2 separate regions of the Delphinus delphis genome follow, and region 2 is linked to region 1. The links are chromatin contacts, called in public Hi-C maps. All regions are on one chromosome and are shown on one strand. The core of a region is the stretch at or near the end of the contact, and the rest is flanking DNA. Distances in the headings are between cores, read along the strand shown. Region 1 holds the start of PCYOX1 (prenylcysteine oxidase 1). Region 2 holds the start of MXD1 (MAX dimerization protein 1).

Region 1 (3,422 bases), core at 35-2,534:
TAATCGCTATGGGGGAAAAAGAAGGAACAGGTTTTTTTCCCTCTTACCAGCTTTGTAGGTTTGCTTTGTTTTTGAAAGGCCGTAAATCAACAACAGACGTTGCTTAAGCCTGTGATCAACAATTTAGGGAAGCCTGGGGAGGGGGAGGCAAGTGACAGCTGCGGTGAAGATAGAATTATGAATCTGGCCAGACACTGCCCCCAGACAAAAGTGGTAGTTACACTTTTTTTTTTTTTTTTTTTTTTTTGCCAGATGGCCCAAGATTCTCACAGTTCGTTGCGGAAGAACCAAGTGGACCGCCGCACACCCTTCTTTGTGCCCAATGCAAAGGAACAGAGGAGGCGGGGCCTTTCCAGGACGCATTTCAAATAAAGTGGCCGCCATTTTTGCCTTGATTTGTTCCGTCTCGTTAATGTAAACAGGTTAATGATTCCAAAGGACACGGCTTAAAGGGGAATAAAAAATACAAAACAAAACATAATAAACAGGGGAAAACAACCAAAACGACTCAAACTAAAAGAGTGACTGTTTCGGCTGTGTAGTCGTCCTAGGCAGAGAACTTGTGCAAGCCAGGGGACTGTGCCAGCCGGCCGACTTCAGCAAAGCGGACGGGGGAAGGGCGCCCCAGCCCATCACTGGAAGCAGACGCGGCCAGCGCGGTCAGCTTATCTGCGCTGCTTGGTGTGCTGTGCCCGCGTGCGCCTCTCATCTGCAGAGCGGAATTGGCCCGTCGCTCCCGGACCAGCCAGAAGACCGATTTCCCAACAAGTGCAGCAAGGGAAGGCCGCGGGAGGGGCCTCAGCCTCCCCGGAGCCCAAGGCCTCCGACTCAGGGGCTGCAGGGAGGCCTGGCGCCCGCCCGCCAGCCCGGGTCGCCCCCCTCCACGGCCCATTGCTCAAGTGGGCAAGTCTCCACGCCCGGGAAAGAGCGGTCCCTGGGGCACGTAAAGTAGTCCCAAGGTGCGAACCGGGAAGAGCTCCACTTGCGCAAGGAGCTCGTTCTGCGCGGCCCGGCGGGAGTCGCGGGTGCCCGGCCTGGAGCATCAGGCAGCGGCCGCCCGGCGTGGGGCGCGCTCCCACCGCCCCCGCCGCGCGCCGCCTCCTTCTCGCCTACCGATATTCTCCGGCGGGGCCCGGGGCTCGGCGCTCCCAGGGAACCCCCAGCTGCACAGCAGCAACAACCCCAGCCACAGCCCCACGGTCGAGCAAGCGAGCCGCCCACGGGTACGCTCCATGGCTCTCGAAGCGTTGTTGTCGGACTGGAAAGCCCAGCTGTCCGCCCGCATTTGAGTCTGCGCTCTCTGCCCGCCCCGCCCCCTGGCTGGCCTCGCCCCTCCAAGCCCCGCCCAGGTCCACCCCAACCTATCCCGCTCTGCTGCACAGGCCCTTGACACCCCACGGCCGCCCTTGACACCCCAGGGCCGCCCTTCCCTCCAAGAGCTGCCAATCCGGTTCTCTCGGTCCCCTAAGCCCGCCCTGCCCCTCCGAAGCCCACGCTGCTTCAGGGAGAGACCAAAGGCGCCAGAGGAGGCTCACCCCAGCTTTTAATTTCTTCAGTCGTGCCTTCTTCTGTCCCTTCAGTCGCTCTCGCTCAAACAATGCACACAGCTAATCGCTGCCAGAAACAGACCAGGGGTGCAACGAACACTTTACTGAGTGATCACTATGTTCGGGACTGTTGCGTACAGGATGAATGGGTAAATGGTACTAGGTAGAAGGAAAAATGGGGGAGACCAGGGATGGGGTGGTCCAAAGTGAAGGGAGTGGAAAAATAGTGACAAACATGAATGAAAGTAGTGTACTCACCTCATATGCTGGAACATTATGCAAGCATTAAAAAGATTTGTAACATCAGTATCTATTGTCCTAGTATTGTTAGGTGAGAAAATCTGCTGACTGAGTGATGGGTATTATATGATCCCATTTCTGTAATTAAAATACCCCCCCACCCAGTCAAAAAAAAAAAGGAAAAGAAAAAACTAGTACATGAACATGAAGAACAGTATGGATGGAAGGAAAACAAGTTGGATAAAAAGAAAGGTTAGGGACTTCCCTGTGGATAAGACTCCGAGCTCCCAATGCAGGGGTCCTGGGTTCGATCCCTGGTCAGGGAACTAGATCTCACATGCATGCCACAACTAAGACCCGGAGCAACCAAATAAATAAATAAACAAAATTATGGTTTAAAAAAAGGATAAGCTTGGAGAAAGGAAGCAGAAAATCCACTACAAAAAAGGACTCATTTATTGGACAAATATTTATTGAGTTCCTTCCAAGTGGCATGCAGTGTTCCAGGAACTTGAGAAAAATCAGTAGAAAATATTGATTTTTTAAAATATTGATTCTAATGACACAGACATTCTAGTGGAGGGAGACAGATGACAATTAGAGTAAACAAGTAAATGATGTAGGGTGGGGAAAGAGGAAAGGGGAATGGCTTGCAATTTTAAATAGGATGGTCAGATCAAGCCTCATTGAGCAGGATGGCATTTGAGCAAAAGTTTGCAGTAAGTGAGAGAGTGGGCCAGGTGAATATCTAGGGAAAGAGCTTTCTAGGCAAGGAAAATGCCTGGCATGTTTGTGGAACAGCCAGTAGAGCACAGTAAGAAAGGGGGAAATGGAGGTGTTAATGGAATAAGATGCAAGTCACACAAGAAATAGACACTTCCATGTAAGAACATAAAAATAGGGACTTTGCTGGTGGTGCAGCAGTTAAGAATCCGCCTGCCAATGCAGGGAACACAGATTCAAGCCCTGGTCCAGGAAGATCCCACATGCCACAGAGCAGCTAAGCCTGTGAGCCACAACTACTGAGCCTGTGTGCCACGACTACTGAAGCCCACGTACCTAGAGCCCAAGCTCCACAACAAGAGAAGCCACCGCAATGAGAAGCCCACGCACTGCAATGAAAAAAAAGAAATAAAGTCTTTAAAAAAAAAACAGAAAGAACATAAAAATATGAAGATTAAGTCTCCTTTTTCTACACGTTACAAAGAAAGAACTAAATTATGTGTTTTTTACTTTTCTTTTTCCAAACTACATTATGCCCACAACACCTAAGTACATTAAGCCTAAAAGCCCTTCAATAAATATATGTTGGTTGATTAGAATTTAGCATGTCAGTGAACTTCACACACCTGTCCTAAGTGGAAACTTTCATTTCTGCTTCTGAAACATTAGGAAAGATTCTGCTGAAAGGACCCTTGATGAAGAGACAGTAAAAAAGACTTGCACAGTGGAGGTGGATTGAAGGCTTTCTCATTCTGCACTCTTAACTTTTCAAAAGAATACTGTCACTAAAACTCAAAAAGATTTTTTTTAAGTCATTGGTGGAAAATGTTACCATGTATATGAAGTGTAATAATAAAGTAATATAAGAAATATTTATTCAAAGAAGCGTTCAAGAAAGCAGTCTCCTTAAGA
Region 2 (3,758 bases), core at 104-2,603, 310 kb after region 1:
ACATTTCCATTTCTCTCTTCTTTTCAGTCCCCTCAACCCAAATAGAAGGGCTTCCTCCAACGCCTTAAGACCATGTGTACATTACTGAATCATGATCGCCACTTCATTTACATGATTATAACCCTGTTATAATCACAACAGGCAACGTCCATTCTGCAGTTTGTATCATCTACAGTATAACCTAAAAGAGAAAGGGAAATATTTACCAAATTACCTGCTACTGCTGTTATTCTTCTTGGATTTGCTCCTCCGTTTTAAGGCATCTCTGTCCTTGTTATTGTATGGTAACATGGAGGCATAACCATGTTCAGCTTCTAGAAAACCGGAGGATCCAGTTAATGAATGAGCCCCGAACATTCAACACTCTCTCCCCTCCACAGTATTTCCCTTTTAAGATTGATTTATTTTTCATTAAAAGAAGATTGTGGAAATAATTAAACGGAGCAAGGTGGAATTCTTAGAACAATGATTGGTTTTTTTTTTAATTGAGTGAATATCCTCAGTGAGGAGCAGGTGTAAGGAGCATTCCAGCTGCTCATTGTTGAGAAAGACAGCAAGTCTCCTGGAGCCTGGGTTTCCCACTGGCAACGTCCAGCAGGTTGGTGTGTATTAAGTGGGACCAGCCTCAGGCGAAGGTGCGGGGCAAACACCGGGAGCCAGAGCCCGGGAGGGACGGTGTGGGGCAGGGGAGGCGCTGCTCCTCCGTCTGCGAGACCCGGCGCCAGGCCCACTTGGGGGCCGGCCGGGACGAGCCCCAGTGAGGTAAACCAAGGGCCTGGCTGAGGGGGCCCCGGGCCCCCCACTCGCGACGGGGTGCGGAGCGGGCGGCGCTCCGGACCCCGGGGCAGCGGTCCCTTTTCCACCCCCATTCATTGCCTTTGGGGCAGCGACGGCCTCCCTTCGGACCGCGCGTGGGGAGAGCTGGAGGGGTTGGGAGCGCTCGAGGTCGCGCTCTCAGCTCCTCCAACTACCCCCGGAGCAGCTGGGCACCCGGACCTGCGGCTGGGCCCCTCAGAGCCCCCAGTCCCCGCTCGGGCCGGACTCCTCCCGTCCCCGTGCACCTCTCTCTCGCCGCTCCAGGTAGTCGGCCGCCTCCAGCAGCATCTGGATGTTCATCCGAACCGCCGCCGCCATTCTGCACCGGGGTCCGGAGCCACTGGACCAACCCCCACTGCCCACGGACTCGCCGCCGCTGCCGCCGGACACCCACGCCCCGCTGTGGACCCCGCAGAGCAGGGCTGAGAGAAGCTCTCTGGCGACCACGCTCGCCGGAAGGGGGAGGGGACCGGTGAGCCGAGCACCACCGACACCGTGACAGAACCCAAAGAAGAGCAGCAGCCGCCACCGCCGCGGAGTGTTTATCTCCGACTCACCGTCCCCCCGCCCCCAGCCCCTTCTCTTGACAGGCCCGCTTCGGCTGCGTTCCTCATTGGGCACCCCAAAGAATGCCCCGCCTCTGGCGCTGTCCGATTGGGGGAAGGCATTACAGCCCCGCCCCTCAGTGTCCGCTCCTCTCGCTGGTTGGTCACGCTTGATAAGGCCCGGGCTCCACCCTCTCTTTCCAATTGGTGATAGGATTCGCAACTCCGCCTCGTGCTCCTTCCCTGTTTTCCATTGGTTCTATACCGACAACCGGGCCCCCTTTTGCTTTGTTAGTATTGGCCAAGAGCTACAGAAAGCAAGCCACTCTGCCTGTATCCCATTGGTGGAACCTTCCTACACCGCCCAGCTACGATGACGTCACCTTTCCCCAAGCCAGCGAGCCCTGAATGGCTGGTGGTCAGCGGCTCGGCTACTCCTCGCGGGATCTGGCATGGGCCGTCAGGGCTGACCCGGGCGCAGACCGGCGCTGATTCACCGGCTGCCGCCGGGCTCGGCTCCACCCGACCCCACCTCGGACCTGTTGCCGGGACCTGTCTCTGGGGAAAAGTTCCGGGGACCTGCTGGGCGTCCCTCGAGTGGAAGCTGGCACCGCGCGTCACCTGGGCGCTCTGCCCCGCTCGGGTTCGGGGCTGGATCCCTGGGCCTGCCGGCCGAGACCCGGAGGTTACAGGCTTCCCGAGGTCGAGGGCCCAGCCGCGAATCTCTCCGAAGGGAGAGCGGCAGACAGCCCGACGGTAGGGCGGTGGGCCTGGGGCTCCGCCGAGCGCCACGTGGCTGAGGGGCTCGGGGGAAAAGCCTGTCTCCTGTCCAGTGTTCGCCGCCCAGCGTTTTTTTCTCTCCTCAGAAAGCGCTGGAGTAGGGAGGCTGTATACAGAGCTGAGCTCTCCGAAGGCACTAGGCACTACCCCCGCCCCAAGTGCTGGCTAATTACTCCCTCACGCGACTGGGTTTTAAAAGCTCAGAAACTTCCTGTACCTACAGATTGGCGTTGAATTCTGAGATTCTTTGACATAAATCTCTTTCGGGGTCTTTCCTTCCCTTTTAATTCTAGAGGAGAACACTCAAAAAGAATCCTTTCTTTTCAAGACGGCTATGAATGGTGTTTGTGTGGTACCAATATAAATGTACATAGACAGAACTAGAAACTTTATTTAGGAATTGTTCCCTAAGCTATCTCAAGACCCAAGTTACTCTGTTAATATACTGACATCTTCATTTTAAGAAACGGAAATAAAACTCTTCGTAAATTGAGAGTCCTGAATATAGAAATGAGTAAAGCATGAACATATTTAACAAAGCTTTTTAGAAAAGTTTATTGTTGCCAATATGTGAAAACAATAGCCTGTCAGGTAACTTACCTACATTATTGCTAATCCTCAATATAACCCCATTAGATAGGTTAATTATCTACATTTTGCACATGAGGAAACTGATGCCCAAGAAGCTAAATGACTTTCCTAGACATCCATTCAGCCAGAAATGGAAACTGAACCTAGATCTGTTTCACTCAGAGCCCATGGTGTCAATGCTCCAGTTGGTAGCTGTTCTAAAAACAAGACAACTAAGAGACGGATTTCTATATGAGTCACAAACAATGACACTCAAACACTGGGGAAAAACAAAGAAACACATTATGATGGTAAGTTTTTAAATGTGTCCTTTTTAATGGTTGACAAATCCATTAAAATTAAATAAACTCAACAGAATTAATACGCAGTAAACCAGGCCTGACATACAGAACACATATTTTCTGGTTTTAATGGTTAATTGGACCTAAAAGGTGATTCTTTATGAAAACTAATAAATATTCACCTTTACCACTGAAGATAAAGGTTTTTAAGAAAGCACAAAAAAGCTAGAAGAATGGGGATATAAGTTTTAAAGAGTATGTTTTAACTGCAAGTTATCTGTAAAACAAATTTGAAAATCATAGTGAAATTCTAAAGAGCCCAAACTGACAGTAAAAACACTTTGATTTCATTACCTTAATTTTGGATTTTGTATACTTCTATATTTTCTCTTTGATTTTATTATGAACACTCAGACTCTCTTTACTCTTTCCCTTACCCTCAACTCTTTTTTTTAAACCCAGTCTTATTTCAAAGTCATGATTCTTCCCCTAGAATTACCCTGACTGAAAATCACACTTATACAAAATTAAAAAAGGAAAAAAGTTTGAAATCTGAGATATGGCAAGGAACCATTTAAACACCAACAGGTCTATCTTAAACTCCAAACAAAAATACTAAGTTATATAACAATCAGAGAATTAGACTAAAGAATGGACCCCTTTCTGTTCCTTGGCAGTGGTGGAAGACAAGATCAGTAAGCCAGCAATACCAACCAGGAATTAGTATCATGAAGAACTCCAAAGG

What was found. Hi-C and Micro-C count contacts between places; a contact is called where the count stands out from the background.
Region 2: a contact with region 1 is called in a Hi-C map of lung, with 3 times the contacts expected there. The contact joins the promoter of MXD1 here to the promoter of PCYOX1 in region 1. A contact is called at or near these places in 2 of 3 Hi-C or Micro-C datasets (lung and muscle).

Annotation. Positions count from the first base shown.
Region 1 is chr12:30,912,738-30,916,159 of mDelDel1.2, forward strand. It overlaps PCYOX1 (prenylcysteine oxidase 1), which reads right to left and starts at 1,285. Exons shown (of 6, transcript XM_060026416.1): 1 at 1,114-1,285; 2 at 1-6. The coding sequence starts at 1,285.
Region 2 is chr12:31,218,068-31,221,825 of mDelDel1.2, forward strand. MXD1 (MAX dimerization protein 1) reads right to left here and starts at 1,354. Exons shown (of 6, transcript XM_060026429.1): 1 at 1,062-1,354; 2 at 215-314. The coding sequence starts at 1,134.